Regions from separate parts of the Gasterosteus aculeatus genome. Here region 2 is linked to region 1. The links are chromatin contacts, called in public Hi-C maps. All regions are on one chromosome and are shown on one strand. Each heading gives the region's core, a stretch centred on a gene start, on an enhancer-like site or on the middle of the called end of the contact. The rest is flanking DNA. Distances are from core to core; before and after follow the strand shown.

What was found. A called contact is a pair of places that touch in the nucleus more often than the background predicts.
Region 2: a Hi-C map of skeletal muscle shows a contact between it and region 1, with 2.8 times the contacts expected there. The contact joins the promoter of tbx15 here to the enhancer-like site in region 1. A contact is called at or near these places in 2 of 6 Hi-C or Micro-C datasets (skeletal muscle and whole body).

What each region holds. Positions count from the first base shown.
Region 1 is chr16:18,702,785-18,706,653 of fGasAcu3.hap1.1, reverse strand. No RefSeq gene overlaps it. Among protein-coding and RNA genes, the nearest start is that of wdr3, 13 kb to the right of the region's middle. Within about 2 kb of position 2,098, at least 1 of the 9 cell types and tissues checked has open chromatin away from gene starts, as enhancers often do.
Region 2 is chr16:18,780,934-18,784,611 of fGasAcu3.hap1.1, reverse strand. It overlaps tbx15 (T-box transcription factor 15), which reads left to right and starts at 1,635. Exons shown (of 8, transcript XM_078090861.1): 1 at 1,635-2,253. The coding sequence starts at 2,067. LOC144388802 (a long non-coding RNA gene) reads right to left here and starts at 1,406. Exons shown (of 2, transcript XR_013453044.1): 1 at 1,258-1,406.

The DNA.
Region 1 (3,869 bases), core at 849-3,348:
GTGCAGCAGCCCCTCAGAGGACTGACCTCGGTGCAGCGCGGGAGGAAAAAAACAGTTTCCTCTCTGGTGATCTCTGCAGACTCTGGTTATTAAAACATGTTTCCCTCTTCCGCTGCGATGAGAGGTGAGCTCCCCCTTCAACACGTGCAGCCATTAATCACAAACAACTCACACGCAGAGCAAAGCCTGTGGAAATAGATACAAATCCTTTTATTTAATTGGTAGAATGGCACTTGTGGGATTTGAGCCAGTCTCACTTTAGTCCTGGTCCCCTATGTGAACCAGTCTCACGTCCTGGTCCTCTATTTGAGCCAGTCTCACGTCCTGGTCCTCTATGTGAACCAGTCTCACTTTAGTCCTGGTCCTCTGACCTCCATCAGGACCACCAGAGAAAGTACGTTCTATTTCTACATAGTTCTTTTTAATGCTCGTCGGATTTTGGTGAACCCAGATGACATCATGCAGGTTCACCAGAACCTCCTTCAGCTCAGACCCCAGTAGAGACCAGTCCACCGTGCAACAGACCCAGATCCAGCGTCAATGCACCCTTGGACCCGCATCAGAACTCCGGAGGGAGGAGGAGAGCTGAGCTCCCACTAGCAGCAGCGTCTTTTCCTCTCCCTCCTCCTCCTCCTCGTCCTCCTCCTCAACCTTCTTGTCCTTCTCCTTCTCCAGGAGCTTCTCCTCTCTGGAGACCTAGGATGTAGCGCTGGACCCTCTGGAGGGAAGGGAGGCCCGGGAGAACCAGGACCAGGACTGAGAAGCAGACTGTCAGACCCGCTGCAGTAAAAGAGCTTTTGTAAAGGCACCCTGGTGAGAAGAGACACTGACACGTTAGTCCACAGGAATAATGTGTGGACACAATCAACACATAATAAAAGCTCCTCGCAGTCTCTAAGAAACAAAGACTTTTTGTCTAATTTTTGGAAAAAGCACCAACATACGAATAAATGAACAAATTGTATCACACTGTTTACAGTGAAAGTAAGCAACTCAAAATCATTATAGTTTAAGGTGTTTTGTTTGACAAATTTACTACAAATATTTTGTAGTGAATCGGCCTTTTTTTTCTACTAAAAAAAGCTGCAATAGAAGTTTTTTTTTCCCGCAAACAAAAATCAAAGAACGGCGAGTGAAATATCTGAGGACAGCTGACAGGTTAAAAGAAACTCAGGGAAACGAAACATTCATGGCCGCCTGCACGTCACCCCATCAGGGTGACTGGTGGGGTGATTGGTAGGGTGACTGGTGGGGTGATTGGTGGGGTGACTGGTGGGGTGATTGGTAGGGTGACTGGTGGGGTGATTGGTAGAGTGACTGGTCGGGTGACTAGTGGGGTGACTGGAAGGGGGACTTGTACAGTGACTGGTGGGTTGACTGGTACAGTGACTGGTGGGGTGACAGGTGGGGTGACTGGTGGGGTGATTGGTAGGGTGACTGGTGGGGTGATTGGTAGAGTGACTGGTCGGGTGACTAGTGGGGTGACTGGAAGGGGGACTTGTACAGTGACTGGTGGGTTGACTGGTACAGTGACTGGTGGGGTGAATGGTGGGGTGACTGGTGGGGTGATTGGTAGGGTGACTGGTGGGGTGATTGGTAGGGTGACTGGTGGGGTGATTGGTAGGGTGACTGGTGGGGTGATTGGTAGAGTGACTGGTCGGGTGACTAGTGGGGTGACTGGAAGGGGGACTTGTACAGTGACTGGTGGGTTGACTGGTACAGTGACTGGTGGGGTGAATGGTGGGGTGACTGGTGGGGTGATTGGTGGGGTGACTGGTAGGGTGACTGGTCGATTGATTGGTAGGGTGACTGGTCGATTGATTGGTAGGGTGACTGGAAGGGGGACTTGTAGGGTGACTGGTGGGTTGACTGGAAGGGTGACTGGTAGGGTGACTGGTGGGGGGATTGGTAGGGTGACTGGTGGGGTGATTGGTAGAGTGACTGGTCGGGTGACTAGTGGGGTGACTGGAAGGGGGACTTGTACAGTGACTGGTGGGTTGACTGGTACAGTGACTGGTGGGGTGAATGGTGGGGTGACTGGTGGGGTGACAGGTGGGGTGACTGGTAGGGTGACTGGTCGATTGATTGGTAGGGTGACTGGAAGGGGGACTTGTAGGGTGAATGGTGGGGTGACTGTAGATTGATTGGTAGGGTGACTGGTGGGGTGACTGGTAGGGTGACTGTGGGGTGACTGGAAGGGGGACTTGCAGGGTGACTGGTGGGTTGACTGGAAGGGTGACTGGTGGGGTGACTGGAAGGGTGACTGGTGGGGTGACTGGAAGGGTGACTGGAAGGGTGACTGGTGGGGTGACTGGAAGGGTGACTGGAAGGGTGACTGGTGGGGTGACAGGTGGGTTGACTGACTATTATTAGTTTGTTTGAGTAAATTTGAGGTTTTTTTACGATGGAAACATATGAAATACAATCTAATTCCTCAGATCTTAACTCAAATAAAAGTGAAGATATAAGTCATACATTCAAATTCAACTTAAAGAATGGTGCAGACATGGTCCATGTTTAAACTAATAAAATAATAGTTGTTGTATCCCTCCGCTCGAGTCTGGAGAGGAAATCGCGCCGCGGCAACGGGGAGCCTGTCACTGCCAACGACGTCTATCTCAAGTGGAAAACATTTATAGCTCGTATCACATTCGCCGGCCTCCACGTCAAGTCAGCAGCTCGAGGCCCTGCAGTATATAATAATAATATAATGTCAGGCGGAGCGTCCGATGACAGACGTAAGCGGCGCGTAACTCGACCTCCTGTCCATCAGCGCGTACGGTGCCACGGCCTCCAAAGAGTCGAGGGGTATTTTATCCAACAGAAGGAGGGAGATCGCATCACTAACAGAAAATGACACTAACAGGTATTTGTGGAAATATTTGCAGAGATAATGAATGACCTTTGACCCCCAGTAGCTCTAAAGGGGCTGTGGACTCTCGGGCCGTTGTGGGCTGAGCGCTGCAGCAGGTGGCAGGAGGCCCCCGACGTGGAGCAGGACCTGAGAGCAGAGATCCAGAGAGGAGGGTGGAGGGGGGGGGGCAGGAACCAGTCAAATAAAAGGCAGCACTGCCATCTAGTGACTCATCTGTACCTCTTTATTCCAGTCTCCTCTTCTCAGAAGTCAAAGTGGCAAAGATTTCATTCATAAAAATAAATTTAACAGTAACTCTAGCCCATCGTTCAATGTCAACAATGATTTTCCTTACTATTTTATTATATATATAATTTTAATTCTTACTTAATTTTAATGATTCATTTCTATTTTTTAATTAAATTATATTTTTAATTATTTCCGAGAAGCTTGCATGCACAGACACATCACATCTCATTTCCTCGGGCCTCGTTAAATTTACCGAAAAACCGCACACTGAGATCCTGAACTGGGAAACTGCGGCTTGCAGATAGAAACATTAGTTAGTGCCGAAAAAGTTTGACTTTTCTACAAAGTCAGGGAGTTAGTCAAGTTTATGCTCGATATGAATCAGCTGCTTTGATTAAATTATATAAAGTTAGAGGATTGTGGTGTTTCTCGTCACTGCGACTTTTTAAAATATCTTTCTATACATGGAACTCAATGAAAAGCACCTCTCTAATGTTCTCTCTAAAGTCTCCTCTAAGGGTATTTGTCAAAAATCCCACGTTGGACGTGAATAATCCTCTGGGATTTTTCCTGAAGGGTTTTTCATTTTGGGAGGTGTGACATTTACGGCCCAGAGAGCAGAAAAGCAGCCGCCCCCCCCTTTTAACGAGCCTCTAAAATACGGAGTTCATGTTTTCTGCGCGCCATGAGATTAAAACATGAACAGAGGTGTTATTCTACCTTTATTTTGAAGGTTTGCTTCATTATTCCAGAGCAAATAAACGTC
Region 2 (3,678 bases), core at 386-2,885, 78 kb before region 1:
CGAGGGGTCACGCAGGGTCAAACGCTTTCCTTCGATAATTGAATATTAACGGGCACGTGTCCGCCCGCGCCGTCCACGTGTCCGTCTGCGTGGCCTGACGTCACAGAACAAAAAAGCTGGACGCGTGCTTTTTGAGCAATGACGACACCGACATATATGATATCTGAAAACTGAAAGGAGAAATTGTCAGTTAGTGATCCGAATGTTGGAACACGAATCGAGTGGTATTTAAATGTGGGCTGAATGTCCCGGATGTGGACGTCTGACCGTTTGGCCGATAATTAAATCCAAACTGCAAACAGTTGATTTTAGTTTTTTACTGCACGAGGTTAACGACGCAAAGCAGCACAGAATCATCTAACAATTTATAATTAACAAAAGGACTTACGATATTTCCCCGGCTAGTTGTGTGAATCAGGCCTACAACCAAATGAGAATAAAATAAATTTCCGCTGACAATCTAATTTAGTATTAAATACAGAATGGCGCGATTGACGCGGTTGCTGGATCCCTTGAGGTGAAGCTCGGTGACCTTTTGCAAAGCGTCGTTCTTCAGACGCCGCGGTAACAAACTGTCGGAACCGGGGGGCTGTTTTCCGCCGCTGCGCGCACACGCACGCAGAACGACGTGGTCTGCGGAAATCTGTCAGGCTGAAGACGCGCAAACTAATTCTCTTCCTCGCGGTAAGAAGCGACGATTGAGCCCAAAAGATGCAATAAAATAGTCTGCGTGCATTATTGTTATTCTCATCTTTAATGCGATATTTAATATGTATTATCAACTGTTATTATTGATAACGTTGTTAGTGTAAGTGAACTTTAATAGACCACCGAAACAAATGTATGATTTAGGAATATAAATCCAATGGACCTGACTTAATAACCAATTAATTATAAAGAACTCTTCTTTGAATTAGACCGCAGTAGAAATATTTCCCAACATAAATATTAAACTCGGGAATGAACTCAGAATCCATTATTTGAATTGGTTGTAGTTGAATCGAATAATCGTCCTCATTTAGTTAAAAGTGGGAATAGAATATTGTAAAGTCATTCTGCCTTATAATTGTTTTAATGTGTTGGAGTAAAATTCATGAACTACTTTACGTTGTGCACATTATTTTAAATAGATGAAACAGAGAGAAGGAGAAGAACTCTAAACAGTGTAAACACTCCGGTTTGTGGTCAAATCTCGTGTTCTGTTCTGACCCCCCCGACTGGCTCGTCCTGCCTCTGACACCTGTTCGGCCTCCTCACCTGTAAAGTGATTTTACCCACAATCCCTCTCCAGAGAACCGACTCGGAGGACCTCGGGGGGGGGGGCCCCTCGGGGACAGACTCGGGCCCCGCAGGATGAAGCTGGCGTCATCATCATCGCCATCATCAGAAAAAAAACTTGCAAACAACTTCAGCTGAAACCGTTTTATTTTTCATTTATTTTAATGTTTCGCAGGAAAGCGTATAAAACGTTAGAGAGTCACCCCCCCCCCCCCCCCCCCTCCTGCCATTGGACAGACCTCCGCGCCTCGCAGTCTCTCCTCGCTCCTGATTGGACTGCTGGTTGTTTGACAGCGTTCGCGCTCGAGGCCCCGCCCCCCTTCGCGCCCGCGAGAAGGAAAAAAAAAAAGGGGAAACTCCCTCCCCCCCAGAAGCGAGTATCAATCAGCGAGGAGTTCTGCGGGGGGACAGAGAGAGAAGAAGCGCGACGCGGAGAGGAAGCACGCAGAGTCGCGCGGTCCGCCTCCCCCTCCCCAAACCCCCCCACCGACCCGCACCCGCACCCGCACCCGGACCCGAGCCCTCGCGCAGCCAGGATGGTGCAGCGCCGCGCCGGACGCCCCGCGCGCCGCTCCTAGTCACCTTTGGGATTACTTTGGACTCGTTGGTGAGTTCGCGCCTGTAAACATCGACGCGTGACCCCCTTTATTTTTTATTTTTATTTTTACGCTTCATTCGACCACCGCGTTGGACGCACGCAGAGGGATATTTCCGACAATTCCTCCCCCCCCCCCTCCTCTGAAGCCCTCCTCCCTCCCTCCCCCCCGGTGCGGGTGGATCTGACAGAAATGAGTGAGAGGAGGCGATCGGCCGCGGCTCTGAGCTCGAGAGCCCACGCGTTCTCCGTGGAGGCCCTGATCGGCTCCAACAAGAAGAGGAAGCTGCGCGGCTGGGAGGAGAAGGAGCTGCAGCTGTCCATGGAGAGCCTCGCCGCGGACGGAGAGGACCCGGCGCACTGCCTGGACATGGACCCGGGTCAGTGCGCAGACACGCACCACACCGCAGGCAAACTAAACAAACCCGGGCCCGAGGCTGGCGGCGCCGCGTGCGCGTTAAACCGGGAGGAGACGAGGAGGGAATATGACTGATTGATTAAATCGTTTATTAGTGACGTCAAAAGAATAAAAGGATCGAAGCGGCATGTCGCGCTGTCATAAAGTAAAAACACATTCCGGACTTATGAATTATGAAAAACAAAACCGGCATTATGGCAAATGACTTTGCACTAAAAGCGCGCACACGCTATGAATCTGTCGTGTTTAAAGATGTCAACAACCAGCACATCTCCTGTTAATGCGTAAAGGAGAAAATACATCACAGAAATGCAAAGAAATTCCAACGGAAACTACATTTCGGAAGGTATTTTTTATTTAATTTAAATAAAAGAAAAGAATAAATAATCTAGGAGAGAAGTGGTTACATTTGGTTTCTGTTAATAAATTCATAACAATTCATTTTTGCCACAATCACAAGTTTGCTGGCAGCAGTTAATTCAAATAAACGACCCGCGGCTTATCTGCCTCAGCTTCGATGTTAATTTGTGTATTTATTATCACATAAACTTTTATATTACTCCATTCTGGGGATGAATAACAGATCTGGAATCCTTTCAGCTTGTTTATATTTAGGAGTTTAAAAGAGATGAATCAGTGAGACGTTTTAAACTCGTTCTGTTTGACATTTAGTTAGAAAACAGATATATGAATGTAAAGACATTTATTTATATATGTATACATTTATGGACACATATTTATAGATGTATAAATATAAAGACTATATATATATATATATATATATATATATATATATATATATATATATATATATATATATATATATATATATCCGGGCAATCATTTACCAAATGTAATATAATATTCCTAATATATATATATTATATTGATACAAGAAATATTACATTTGGTTAAAATGAGCGACCCTGATATTACGGATCAGATGAAGTTCTTTATGAATATTTGCTAAACACGCGGATGACATCGGGGCGCGTTCCTCCCTCGCGGGGACGGAAGTCTCTCGACCTGCTGCGGTCAAAACATAAAGACAATATGGAGACTGCGGTGAACGGACCGGTTAGCAGGAGGAGGCGAGGTGGTTGTTCTCATCAAAGGGCAGCTAACGGGGGGGCGGGGGGGGGGTAAACGTAGATTAAAGCGTTGCTAATGACAACCACGCTCTTTAAAAATCCGGAAAATGAGATCCTGTTCTGCGTCTTGAGGACCTGTAGCTCAGTGAATTACAGAGACCCCCCCCCACTGACCCCCCCCCGTCCCGCTCATTAGCAGGCGGGTTCCTGGCAGGTTCAGCGGGTCCTGCTCGGGTGCTGCAGCCTCCGCTTTGGCGCGTCGGCCTCTGTGGTCAGATGATGTGGTTTGGAGGGAT